Regions from separate parts of the Mus musculus genome. Here region 1 is linked to region 2. A link is a contact called in public HiChIP or PLAC-seq data. All regions are on one chromosome and are shown on one strand. Each heading gives the region's core, a stretch centred on a gene start, on an enhancer-like site or on the middle of the called end of the contact. The rest is flanking DNA. Distances are from core to core; before and after follow the strand shown. Region 1 holds the start of Cdca4 (cell division cycle associated 4). Region 2 has its middle 15 kb from the start of Gm30298.

The links. HiChIP or PLAC-seq counts read pairs in DNA pulled down with a chosen protein or histone mark.
Region 1: an H3K4me3 HiChIP or PLAC-seq map of the 230-238 cell line shows a contact between it and region 2, with 11 read pairs. The contact joins the promoter of Cdca4 here to the enhancer-like site in region 2. A contact is called at or near these places in 3 of 39 promoter capture datasets (the SN4741 cell line, cranial neural crest and embryonic stem cells), 10 of 115 datasets of contacts at active chromatin or transcription factors (the 230-238 cell line, the SCID.adh cell line, bone marrow-derived macrophages and 5 more) and 3 of 9 other capture datasets (adipose tissue, liver and pancreatic islet).

The regions. Positions count from the first base shown.
Region 1 is chr12:112,828,217-112,835,598 of GRCm38.p6, reverse strand. It overlaps Cdca4 (cell division cycle associated 4), which reads left to right and starts at 6,078. Exons shown (of 2, transcript NM_001359234.1): 1 at 6,078-6,293. It overlaps Gm52009 (apical junction component 1 homolog), which reads right to left and starts at 6,898. Exons shown (of 2, transcript XM_030247054.1): 1 at 6,889-6,898; 2 at 5,323-6,591. The coding sequence starts at 6,898. The coding sequence ends at 5,807.
Region 2 is chr12:112,701,278-112,707,651 of GRCm38.p6, reverse strand. No RefSeq gene overlaps it. Among named protein-coding and RNA genes, the nearest start is that of Gm30298, 15 kb to the right of the region's middle. Within about 2 kb of position 5,066, at least 64 of the 459 cell types and tissues checked have an H3K27ac peak or open chromatin away from gene starts, as enhancers often do. A contact at or near this core is called in the 230-238 cell line and pancreatic cancer cells, where this site is marked.

The sequences.
Region 1 (7,382 bases), core at 4,829-7,328, 130 kb before region 2:
CTGTCTCGATGCCCTGCTGCTGCCAGGACCCTGCCCAAACTCTGGACAAGCAGGAAACTGCAGAGTTGATTGCCCATTTTGCCTAGAAAAAGTAAGATCACACACACACACCCGCCCTGCTCCCGACCCTCTCCCCCCCACCCCCCAATTTGATCCTCCTGCTCAGAAAACCCTTTCATTTTCTGTGCCTAGTGGCCAAAGACTGGTGCTGCCCTGTCTTGGTAGCTCTGACCCCAACACCATGGAGACCACAGGAACCTGGGCTGGCCATCTAGGTGTATGTTTTCATGACCTGGTCTCTCTAGTTCTGCTTGATGCATACACCATTTGGATCATACTTCCTGCTGTTTATCCTTCTGGCTCTCTGACGGCTGGATGACTAGACTACCTGTAGGTCTGTCAGCTTGGTGGCAGCAGGCTACCAGCTCCTTCCCACAAGGCTGCAGCCACATTAGTTCATCTAAAGCGGCTAGGTCTTTTGTTAAAGTCAGGCAGACAGGTTTGCCTAGTTAACAAGCCTCAAATTAAAGGATAAACAGGTTTCAGGTGTGCCTTGTCACCAAAGAAACATGCTTTGCAATGACTAGTCACAGTAGTAAAGATTCATCTCCAGTAAACCATGAGATGGAAAAGAGACTGGTTTAAAGTCTACACAACTTCTAAAGGTCTAAAAAGTGATTTGAGGTATTTGGAAAATAGAAAATGTTTTAGACTTGCCACCCCCCACGTGCTATGCTCATACTAAGATTCCAAAGGTTCAGGTTTAATACGGACCAATGGAGTTCTGAGAAGCTGATAGAGCACTGGCTACTTACTATTGAGTCACAAGCTCAAGATTTTAAATTTCCTTTGGTTTTCTTCTAAGTATAGACTTAAAGGTGCTTTTCAGTGGGCTAAAAACATCTCTGTCCAATCTATATATCTGGCTCTCTGGACAGAATAAAAAATGTCCATGCTTTTCTAACCCAAAGTTATAGCTTTTGCTCCGACTCAAAGGTGTAAGTCTATTCCAGCTATATTTTTAAAAAGATTTACTTCTTTATTATATGTAAGTACACTGTCACTGTCTTCAGACACACAAGAAAAGGGCATCCGATGAGCCACCATGTGGTTGCTGGGATTTGAACTCAGGACCTTTGGTGGAGCAGTCAGTGCTCTTACCCACTGAGCCATCTTGCCAGCCTGGACAATCTACTTTAAATGGAATTCTTTGAGGTTGGAAGACCCAGCCTAAACCTGGGGGGATTAAGAAACCCTTGCTGTTGTCTTCCTGATTCACTTTCCAGTGAGGCTACTTATTAGGGGGCTGGGATTCTGGCGTATGTCAGAAGATGAGAAGGAGCCAGAAGATTAGAACAAATTGTCAAAGTTAGTATGAGGCGAAACAGAGAAATCCAGAGGGAGGGATTGAATCAGTTAATGTGCAGAGGAATTTTGAATTTAAACAGCTGAGTTGACCAGCCAGAGTTCAGAAAAGACTAGAAAGGGGCGAGCCCCTCATTTTCTCCTCCTCTTTTTCTCCTTCTTCTTCTCCTCCTCCTCCTTCCTCCCTTCTTCTTCCTCTTCTTCCTCTTTGCTCTGCTCTGGACTCTTCCAGGTGTCCCTGGATATTTTCTTTCTCTTGTCTTCAATAAAAACCTTCCACTCGTGGAGTGGCCATTTCAGTGGTTTCTTTACCACACTCCTCGAATTCAGAGTCCATTTTTGTGGAGAAAAAAGCAAAGGAGAACAGAGCAGCAGCATCGGGAGCAATGGGACCTTGATAACACAGAGACTGTACCCTCCTGGCTAATCAGCCTCAAGGGAGGGGACTGTGGGCTTGCATGGTTATGAAAACTGCTCTCTGCAGTCAATCACAAAGCTGGAGAGTCTGGGCGAGCTGGGCTTTGGGAAGTTGCGAAACAAACTGCCTCTTTTACTCTCGGAGTCTCCAGTGCTCTTATCTGAAGCGAGGATCTCTGCTTCTCACACACCACTTTATAATCACATTTATACAAAAAACATCTTGGGGCTGGAGAGACAGTTCTCTGGTTAATCCTTGCAGAAGATCTGGTTTATTCTCCAGCAACCACATAGTAGCTTACCATCTGTAACTTCAAATGATCCAACACTCTCTTGTGCCCTCTGAGGGCACTGAAATCATTCACACACAAAATAAAATAACCCTAAAACTAAAAAAAAATTTAGGCACACAACTTTAATCCCAGCACTGGGGAAGCAGAGGCGGGTGTGTCTCTGAAAATTTGAAGCCAGCCCAGTCTATATAGCAAGTTTCAGGTCCAGTCAAGGGCCATATAGCGAGACCCTGCCTCACAAACGAACAACCCCACTAACCAACCAAAGAAGACTTTTTTTTGACAAAAATTAAGTATAGCAAAACATTCTTTTAAAAATCTTATTTGTATAAGGGTTTTGCCTACATGCATTATCTGTGCACCACTTTCATGCCTGGTTGTATGTCATCATGTGGGCACTGGGAATAAAAATCTCGATTCTCTGGAAGAACAGCCAGTGCTCTTAACCACTCAACCATCTCTTCAGCACCTGCAAAAACGTTGTTGTTATTGTTGTTGTTGAGATAGGGGTCCCATGTAGCTGTCTGGCCTGGAACTCTCTATACTGATCAGGCTGATTTCGAACTCATAGAGATCTGCCTGCCTTTGCCTCCTGGGTGCTAGGATTAAAGATACTTCAGGCTACATTATTAATCTTTTCGATTATATCCTTTGAACAACATACCTTCAAAACCCACCTGTCTTAGTTAGGGTTTCATTGCTGTGAAGAGACACCATGACCGAGTCAACTCTTATAAAGGAAATCTTTAATTGGGGCTGGCTTACAGTTTCAGAGGTGTAGTCCATTATCATCGTGGCAGGAAGCATGGCAGAGTGCAGGGAGACTTGGTGCTGAAGGTTCTTATAATTCTACATCTTGATCTGAAGGCCGCCAGGGGGGGACTGGAATCCCACACTGGGCCGGGCTTAAGCACAGAAGTTTCCAAAGCCAACCCCCACAGTTGCAAACCTTCTTTAACAAGGCCACACCTCCTAATAGTGCCACTCCCTGTGGGCCAAGCATTCAAACACATGAGTCTATGGGAATCAACCCTATTCAAACCACCACACCGCCAATAGTACAGCTGTTAAGATGTTCATGTAGGACTCTTTGAACAGCACACACACACCTTTGGGTGTGCACTCCCTCCCTAGGACCCCTGAAACCTTTCTGCAGCGAGCATACATTAAGATGGGCAGAGCTCCTCAGGCTTCGGTATGGACATTTGCAAGCACCTGAGATCCTGCTCTTCCTCTGTAGTCTGCATCCCCGTGAGAGGAAAGCCAAATCTCTCACAGAGCCTAGAAATCCTTCTGAGAGCTGGCTGTGGCGAGCTCTTGAAGCAGCAGGGCCTTTCCAGCCATGCTCTCTGTGAGGCCCTACCAAATGCAGACTCCTCTCTTGCCCTGATGTCATTTAGGTGTCAGGTCAACTAAGGTTTCTGTGACGGCTACTCCTGGTTGTCACCTTGATTACATCTGGAATGAACTACAATCCAGAAACGGAGGACACACCTGTGATCCAGATCTTGAGGCTGAAGACACAGACTTCTGACCTGGATCTTGACATGGCATGCATCTTAGTTAGGGATTTACTGCTGTGAACAGACACTATGACCAAGGCAACTCTTATAAGGACATTTAATTGGGGCTGGCTTACAAGTTCAGAGGTTCAATCCATTATCATTAAGGTGGGAGCATGGCAGCATCCAGGCAGGCATGGCGCAGGAGGAGCTGAGAGTTCTGAAGGCCGCTAGTGGAAAACTGACTTCCAGGCAGCTCAGATGAGGGTCTTATAGCCCAAACCCACAGTGACACACCCACTCCAACAGGGCCACATCTTCTGATAGTGCCACTCCCTGGGCCAAGCATATACAAACCATCACAGCATGACACTCTCTTTGGATTCAGATCTGGAGGCATAGTGGTCACAAGTAGCTTAGGCCCATGCAAGGTAGTACACACTTTTAATCCCAGGAGATGAAGGCAAGCACATCTCTGAGTTCAAGGACAGTCCGGGACAGAGCAAATTCCAAATCCAGGCATGGTGGTACACACCTCTGGGCCACGTCGGCTGGAGGACGATGTAAGGAAGTTGGAAGGAGGAAGGCTCACTCTCCCTCACCTGCTTGCACTTACTTGCCAGCACATCTGTTAGAATCTGCATATTCAGGATTCCAGCTTACACAGAAAACCAGATGAAACAACTACCCTCATGGACTTCCCATTCACAGATGCCCATTGTTGGGTTAGCTGGACTGCAAACAGTAAGTCATTACAATAAATTCCCTCAATGTAGAGAGGCAACCCATAAGTTCTGTGATTCTAGAGAACCTGACTAGTACAGTTTCCTTTGGATTCTTAGCCTTACTAATAAAATAATTTAAAACTGTTTCAGAAAGAAGGTCATAAACAATTTTATTAAACTTAGAGGGGAAAAAAAAAAGACAGGATAAACAAGCTGAAAAACCTGTGGCCTCCAAGAGGAGATGAGAAAACTGTCTTTTAAGTCGGGCAAGGAGGTAAAAAAAAAAAAAAAAAAAAAAAAAACCAGAAAGCACAGAACCTCAGGAAAACTGTGTCTCAGGGAAACTGTGCCTTAGGCTTTTAGCCAGTACCCAAAAAGGAGATGAAAGAAATGAAAATGGAGCTGAGGGGGTTCAGCAGGAGTTTAGCACCAAGCCTCGAACCTAAGATCCCTAGGACCCACATGTAAAAATAGCGTAGTCAGGAACCCCACTACACCCAAGGCTGCACCTGGCAACCAGAACCCAGTGACATCGCTCACTCAAGATAGTCAGACACAGTCCTAGTACCCCATATCTACTGGACAGTATGTAAGCAGAGACCAAGAACAATGCTCTGTCCTGCACATCTGGAGAGAAGCCACCCTGATTTGCCCTGCAGCTGGAGAGTCTCCCTAGGATCCTGAACCTTCCAGGATCAGAGACTTATGTTAGAGCCTGGACCTGACCTTCAGCTAAGATACCTAGACAGGTGAGCAGTGTTGGGGAGACAGGCTTAGGACCACATAGGAATTGAGAGTGTGAATGACCCTCAGCATAATGAAACATAACTTTTGTTACACTACTTGTTATACTAACTACACGTTAGCTTACTCAAGACACTCAGGGATTAAGAATACTTGCTGTTCTGACAAAGGACCTGATAAGGTTGTTAGCACCCACACTGAAGCCCACAATCACTTGTAGGCTCGAACATGAAATACAGTCATACATGCAGACAAAACAATGACACACACAGATAAGTAAATCCAAAAATAATAGTAATTCAAAAGAAAAACCATGCTAGTATCCAGGTCAAAGTTTGATGGCATGCCTTTCCATCAAATAAAGGGCAAGTATGCCCAGGAATGGGAATGCATTAGTGAGCTTAGGTGAACCACGAAGCCACAAAGACACGATGTGATGTGTATGCCGTATACTTTCTCTTATGGCACCGGTTTTTCTCTCGAACGCTCATTCATTAGAAGTCCCGGTCGGAAGGAGTTTCCAGTCTTTTCCAGCAAACGAGCTTGCTCCCTGTGCTAATGTGGCATCCCCACTGAACATTCTGCATCCACTCACCTTCCCACCTCACTCCATCCCCCAACCAACGCCGTCCGGACTTGGTGTCCTCGTTAAGATCTTGTGCACTACCAGGACCTTATATTTTAATTTTTCTCAGTTGGAACTCGAACCAGGACCTGTTCAGGGATGCCACCACCGAGCCTCGTTCAACCCTTCTATGTCTCAGAGAAGGTGTAGACATCGGCCATGCCCAGGGCTGGCATTAACCGCCCCGCTGTGAGTCAGGAGGGCCAGGATAACGAAGGAGACTCGGGCACCGGCGCGAGGGGGCGCGGCAAGCACCCTGGGGGCGGGGCCAGGCGCAAGGAGACCTGGGAACTGGGGCGGTGGCCAGGCGCGCGGAACCCTGGGAGCGGAGCGCGCGGAACCCTGGGAACGGGTCGAGCCGTCGACAAACAAGGGATCGGGGGCGGGGCGGGGCGCGGGGAGACTTGGGAACGGGGGCGGGGCGGCCCAGCGCGCGAGCCTAACGGCTGAGGCCGAAGCGCGGGAGACGCGGCCGGCGAGGCTCCGCCTTGCGTGGGTTTGAACAAAGCTCCACCCCGCACGCCACCAATCGGCGCTCGTGCGGCGGCGCCATGGCGACCCTTTGTGGGCGCTGACCGATCCGGGTGCCCGAAGGAGTGGCGGGGTCTGCCTTGCGGCGCCGGTAAGTGTGTAGCTGGTTTGCGCCTTCGAGCTTCTGCGGCATGGGCGGCGTCGGCGCAGAGCACCCCCGGGGCGGTCGGGCGGCCTCAGGGTCCTCGGGCTTCCTGCGCCGGCCGCCCTTCGGCGCTCACGACGCCGCGGCGTGTTGAGTGACACATACCGAGAGCCGGAGCGGCGGGTCTGAGCTGGCCGTCCCGCCCTCCGCCCACGCTCCCCTGCTTCCGCTCTCTCTTCCTCCCGTGGCCTTGCCTTTCTCCGCGGTCCCCTCTTCTTTGGTTCACCCCGCGTCGGTCTTCCACCTCACCTTTCGAGCTGGCCGCCGCTTGCTGTGCGCAGTTTCGGGGGACTGGACCTTCCCTGGCTTTTAGCAGCGCCGAGCCCCAACCGTCTGTCTGCTGGCCAGGGACCGATTCCCGATTCCGGGAGGGCTGGGTGGGCTCCGTGCAGCCGCCCGCCTGGTGAGTGTTGGCCTTGCGCTCTTTTCTTTGTTTCTTGGATTTTCATTCCCTTGAGAAGTGTCTTGTGTTGCCTGCCCTTCCCCTACTGCAGTAGACCCCACTTCCTTCCAAACTCATCATTTATGGCCTAGTAGGTACTGCCTGGCATCGGTGGAACTTGGCCGGAACCCGGGCTCTGTCTTTGCTAGCCTGTCCTGAGGCCAATTGTAACTAGAAAAAGCCTCCAGAAACCTTTTCTAAAGTTTTTCTCCCCTAGGTAGGGTCACCAGGGAAGGGACTTCTTCCAGCACTTGAAACAGACGTACAGCACCCGCGTATTTCCTCCTGGTGGCCTTTGTATCTGACATACGAGATGGCAGAGCTGAGCTGGACACTGATCTAAACGATTCTGGGAAACGTTTTCTGCAAGCATAGTCGTTTGTCTCATCAACCTAATGCATTCAGAAATCTCCCCATTTTAGAGGTGCTAGTCTTAAAAGGAAGGCAGGCAGGCAGGCATAAGAAAGCCCCACATCCTTCCAAGGGTCACTGATACAAAGTCTGAAGCAGACGTAGTGGGACAATAAACTCCATCAAAGGACCATCAAGTTCACTGGCCCCAGGATTTTTCCAACTAGTCCCTCGCCCCAGTT
Region 2 (6,374 bases), core at 3,817-6,316:
TCTCTGCAGAGGGTACAAAGATCTTCTCTGAAGCAAAGCCTCGCTGAGTCTCAGTCCTGCTTGAAATATAAAGATGCTCCCACCTTCTAGGTGACCCCCCTCCCTCCAGTCCCTCATCCGGTCCCCTCCCTTTGGTTCCTTGCTGCAGAGCAGGTCTTGGCTAATGCTGTTATTCCCCTCAGGTGAGGACTTATCTCTGCTCCGAGCCCCTCAGCTTCCGCAAACCCCCTCTCAGGCATCTGCTGCTATTCTAACTTATCGCTTTCGGAGTCCGGGGTGCTCAGGGTCTCTCGAGCCGTCAGACCAATGCAGATTTCATTGGCGTTCACATTCTCCCTAGAGTGCGGCCCTCGAGACAGTAGGGGTGCATGAGAGAAGTACTGGAGAGGAGACTGTAGGGAGCTAGGGGGAGCACCATCCAAAAGAAAGAGAGCTCTGGGCGTGGCGCAATTGCACCGTATCGCCGCCAGGGGTCGCGCTGGCCACTGGGACTCGGGCAAGGCGCGGAGCAGGGATGTGCTAGGTCTGCAGAGGGTTTTCTGTGTTAGGATCCTGGCTAGAGCTTCGACTGGACAGGACTGAGATAAACTGGTATCCCATCCAATGTCTCAGGCGCATAACTGGACAAAACCTTTTGCTCACGGCGAACCTTGACCATAGCACCTCCCCTTTTGCGAAGTCCTGCGAGGCGGCCACACCCCCTCGAGAGCCTTCTGGCTGGCCCATGTTCTCCTCCAGGCAGTAGGAGGTTAGAAGCCTGGTGAGATCCTGCCACTTTGAGGATGTGGCCACCTTGCTGTGCTGCGCCAACATCAAACCACACAGACAGGATTCATGTCTGTGGCCTTTTGCTGGAAAGTCCCCAGGAGCCACACTATCCCTCTATGCTCTCACCGTTAGCAGCTGACACAACGTTGACTTTTAATTAGACCAGAGAAATCTGCTTGCTTCATGAGTCCTATCCAGCAGGGCCCAGGGCCTTCTGGAATTATTCAGTCCCCAAATGAGCTACTCCAATATACTCCAAACACACTTGGCAAGACACCTACAACAGTTCCTTAAACACCTCTGCCAACACAGCAGTCGCGGCTCCAACCCACAGGTACAAAACCTCCTTACCCACATTGTCTGGACAGCCTATCCCACCCAAGCCTCCCACATTCTGTGCTCCAGCAGCATCCCTAGCCAGTCCCCAGTCACAAGAGTATGTTTTCATATGACCAACCCCTGACATCCACCTACGAAGACACCTTGGCAGCCTTCCCTCTCTTCCTTCCGAGATGGAAGGTAAGCTTGAGTAAGCCACCCGCTCTTGCTCCCCAATGGCACCTGCTAGTTGCTTGCTTTCATTACTATTTCTTAATATTTATTTATGTGTGTGAATGTTTGCCCATGTGTATGTATGTGGACCACGGACATGCATGGTGCTTGCAGAAGGGTCCAGGGTGACTTCCAGGTGGTTGTGAATTGCCACATGGGTGCTAGGAATAGAATTCTAGCTAGTTCTCTGTAAGAGCAGGCAGTGCTCCTAACCGATGAGCCACCTTCCAGTCTTACTTATTTGCTTTTAGGTGACTACTAGTGATTCCACTGAAGGAACCTTGATCTGTCACCTGGTAAGTCTCTCTGCAGCATGTTTGGCCAACTCAGGAATAAACTGTTACTATTTTGCAAAACTCCTAGCTTCATTGATTAGCAAACTGTGTAGGGAACAGGCAAAATGGGCCATTGAGTAATGAATGCTTCTTGCCATTCTCCCGCCCATCCATTCATCTACCCTCTGACCATCCACTCTTCCATTCACCCATCTAATCACACCTCCAGGCAGTACAGCTCTACAATGCCCCCAGTGTCTGTGGTGGACACTGCTTCCCAGAAGTACCCATTGGCTAGCCCTGGGGTGCAGAAGGAGCCCCAGGAGAAAGATCTTCTGAATGGGTTTGGAGGACTGGGTTGGCTTTTTTTTTTTTAAGATTTATTTATTTCATGTATGTGAGTACACTGTCACTGTCTTCAGACACACCAGAAGAGGGCATCGAGTCCCCATTACAGATGGTTGTAAGCTACCATGTGGTTGCTGGGAATTGAACTCAGGACCTCTGGAAGAGCAGCCAGTGCTCTTAACTGCTGAGCCATCTCTCCAGCCCTGGGGACTGGGTTGTTAACATCTGGTGGTGGCCCAGTGACCTTGCTGAAGGGACAGTGGGACACAGACAGTCACTGTGTGTGACAGTAAAGGTGCTTGTTCCTTCAGAGGTGGCAGAACGTGCTGAAAGGCAGGTTTGAGAATTCAGGGTCATCTGGGTAGTGAAGCTGTTGCTGTTCACCCCCATAGTGGTGATAACCCTTTGTCCCTCGTGTCCTAGGTAAGAGATGCAGGCTGGGTACAACTGTGCAGCCGGCTTTTGCATTGTTTGAGCAAGTCCCAAGGCCAAGGCCAGGGGACTTCCTGAGAAGGAATCGGGGCATTGGGGGACATGCATGACACTATCAGCTTTCAGCCCCCAGGTACACAGAGCCAATGTTATCATTTGATCTGGAAGTGCTCCCCACGGGCTTGGACCGTTCATGAGGCTGTGGAACCGATGTGGAACTGAGGTGCAGCGTGAGGAACACAGCAGTGGTTCTCAACCTTCCCAATGCTGTGTGACTCTTTAATACAGTTCCTCATGCGGAGGTGACCCCCGACCATTAAGTTAGTTTTGTTGTTGCTACTTCATAACTGTAAATTTGCTACTGTAGTGAATTGTCATGTAAATATCTGATATGCAGGATATCGGATATGTGATCAACCCTTGTGAAGGGGCGGTTCGTTCCCCCTTTCCCCTGCAACCCACAGGTTGAGAACAACAGGACATTGGGGGGGGGATCCTGGAGGTTGTACATCCTGTCCTCTGCTCCATAGCCCTTAATGGGAGCAGCCTCTTCGATCCCTCCCTCCATCATGATCTAATCTGCCCCATCATGCCTTCACTACCTCAGGGACTGAACCCTCCAAGTCTGTGAACAAAGTCAAACTTTCCTCTACTAAGTGGCTTCTGTCAGATATCGGATCATAGCACTGCATCAGTAACTATGGTGGCCTTGACCGTGGGACGAAGCCTTGTGATGTGTCTGGCCTTCCCTTGGATTGCGGCTGTGCACACTTGCTTTCCGTAGGCCCAGAGAGCCTCTGCTACCTCTCAGCCAACAATGAGAGTGTCCGAACACCTCTGATGTGCCGCCCTGGGAAGGCAGAGTGCTGGGGCGACAGGCCACGGGTCTGCCATGATGTTGGGAGCCAGAGCACTGCCTGAATGTCGCTCTGGGAAGGCAGAGTGCAGTCTAGGATAGGGGCCCCAGTCCATGTTGTTCTGGGTGAGAAACAGCGAGATCTGGGATGGGTGCTGTGTTTCTCAAACTCCTGTGTACCCAGAGCCAGTGGGAAACTCGAGGAGTTGAGAAAGGGGTTCCCATTCTCCTGTGCACCCAGACATTGCTGGGACCTCACGGAATTGGGAACAAGGGTCCATGGGGTGGAATCTGGCTTATCTCCAAGTGAGTGCCAGAAGTACTGAGGGGCTGGAAGAGAGGCCATCTATGGGAGGTCTGGGTGCAGCTCTTCAAAGACCTCCCCAGTCTTTGATGAAGGAGACAATCCTCGCTTATCCAAACTATTATTCATGGCAGATGAAAATGCATAGGTCAGCCGGGCGTGGTGGCACACGCCTTTAATCCCAGCACTCGGGAGGCAGAGGCAGGCGGATTTCTGAGTTCGAGGCCAGCCTGGTCTACAGAGTGAGTTCCAGGACAGCCAGAGCTATACAGAGAAACCCTGTCTCGAAAAACCAAAAAAAAGAAAAAAAAAAAAAAGAAAAGAAAAAGAAAAAAAGAAAATGCATAAGTCTTACTCAGGGTGGACCAGAGATTGAACACCTTTTGCAGGAAGGGATGCCCAGGAAGGGAAGCTCGTTGCCTAAACACTCGGGCCTATCTAGACATCTCATTAGCATGGAGAACTCTAGTTTTTTGTGCTGTTTAGGTGACTGTTGTCATGGTCCCCTTAGTGGTGTGTCGTGGTCACATGTTTCAGGACCAATAGTCTGGCCAGGAGCTGACTCTAATGCCTGCTGTTCTCAATTTTGAGATTTACTGGGGTTTTTAAATCTGCTTTGACCTTACCAGTTCTTCTGTCTGGTGGCATGGTTGCCCCACATGAGGGTCTCAGCCTCCCATGAGCGGAGTCTCTATGAGCCAAGTGCTCATGGACACATGAGTCTACTGCTCTGTGTTGGTTGGAGCCTGTGAGTCAGGCTCTTGTAAAGTCAAACTAAGGGGAGATCTCTGCACAGGCTGTGTGTTCTTGTAAGTGCACCCATGTAGCCACTGTGTAGCACCTGTGTTGCTACTTTGTGGGTTCTTCTTCCTTGCAACCTTTTCTTCCACCCTTCCAATCCCCTATCACTAGATAGGAGAGAAAGAAGAATGGAGGGGAAAGGAGGCAGTGTTATCATTAGATTACTTCCTGCTGGGTTGATTAAGGACACCAAGTTCCTGGGGGGAGTCCGGGAAGTTTGATCTTCACCATCAGATATCTAATTTCCTCCTCTCTCTCCTCCTCCTCCTCTTTCCCCTCCTCTTCTATGACTACTTAACAAACAGCGACCACCACCAACCAATCAACAACCCACACTGCCTCTTGGGACTCATTTATATACCCTCTTAAATGTCCCCAAAGTTTCAAATGTCACACGCTTGCAAAAACTATCTGTAGCAGGCAAAACCACGCCCCTGCTAGAGCACTGGGCAAACCAGTCAGCAGCTGTGGACAGCCTGAAGCAGCCCATGTCCCCACACCTGGGATATGAAAATTCTTAGATTCTTAGAATATTTTTGTGTTTTGAAAGAAACCAAAATTCCAAAATTGTCACTACATACCCATTGGAGTGCCTGTGTGGACATGGATCAAGCTTTACCACTAAGAAGTTTGCTTGGCTGGTAGATGTAAGGAGAACTACTGTTGGCAGCACTATCCCAGGACAGGTGGGTATGCATTGCATGAGGAAGCCAGCTAGGTATGAGTCAGAGAGTGAGCAAGCCAGGAAGCAGCGTTTGTCTGTGGTTTCTGCTTGAGTTACTGCCCTGACTTCTCTCAAGGGTGGATTGTGACCTGGAAGTGTAAGCTGAGTTGTTTTTAGTCATGGTGTTTATCACAGCAATGTAAAGTAAACTAGAACAGACGCAAAGCCCTTTAACCACCATAGAGGCTGGACTTGAGGAAAGAGATACAGTTAGGAAGTCACTGCTGTCCTCTGTGGGCATCCTTCCAAGCCTCCCCCAGGACCAATGGGCGACTATCCAGGTGGACCGGGGGGAGAACAGCCCGGCTTTCTGGGGTTATTATATACTAGTCATAAATTGACGCTCTTTAATCCCTGGGGCTCATCATGTTTCTAAGATCACAGACCATGAGCATCAAGTGACAAAAGGCTCAAGTCCTCTCACAGGGTTCTAGTGACTCTTGGGCATGTCCTGTGGTTAAGTCCGTGGATCTAAAGTGTGTTGAAGTTGGACATATGTGACAGCTGGCATGAAGTCCATGCTTGTCTCTGTGATCTATAAGAAGGGCCTGGGAAGGAGCCTCTAGGAAGGAGGGAGACAGATTCTCTCCACAGCCTCCAGCAGGATCGACCCTACAACCCATTGCCTCAAGTCTTCTGGTCTCCAGAAGAAGAGAATGAAGTGGTCATTTGTAGTGACTGGGTTTGTGGTGGTTTGCTTTGGTAGCAGTAGGAAACTCATAGACACCCCTTTGCTGCTGTGTGATTCAATGCACAGGTGGGTGGGTCTGTGATGCACAGGTGGGTGGGCCTGTGATGCACAGGTGGGTGGGCCTGTGATGCACAGGTGGGTGGGCCTGTGATGCACAGGTGGGTGGGCCTGATGTGGCAGTAGACCATCATAGACCATCAACAATGGCAGCTGTTCTAGATGCTCATTCTGGTTTATTTATAAACAAAGCCTGGGCTGGTCTCAAACTCAAGAGCCCCCTGCCATAGCCTCCTGGGTGCTGGCAGTACAGGTGAGATCATGTGGGTGGGGTGTGTGATCTTTTTGGAGTGAACCACCACTCCTTTGAAGCCTGGTATGAAGTTACTAACCTTTGTTTTTCCCTCAGTCTCAATTAATATGGCCAATCAGAAAAAAAAACAAAAACAAAAACATTCCTTCCCTCTACGTGGCATTACCCCACCCTGGTGACCTTGTCTCAGGATCGGGTCACCTCTTGTCTTCTGTCAGAACAGTTTACAGAGCCTTTACTACCCTCATGTCTCTCGAGTCCCCTCCTTTACTGTGTCACTTCACTTGGACCTGATCCTGGGGAGGTGACAAGC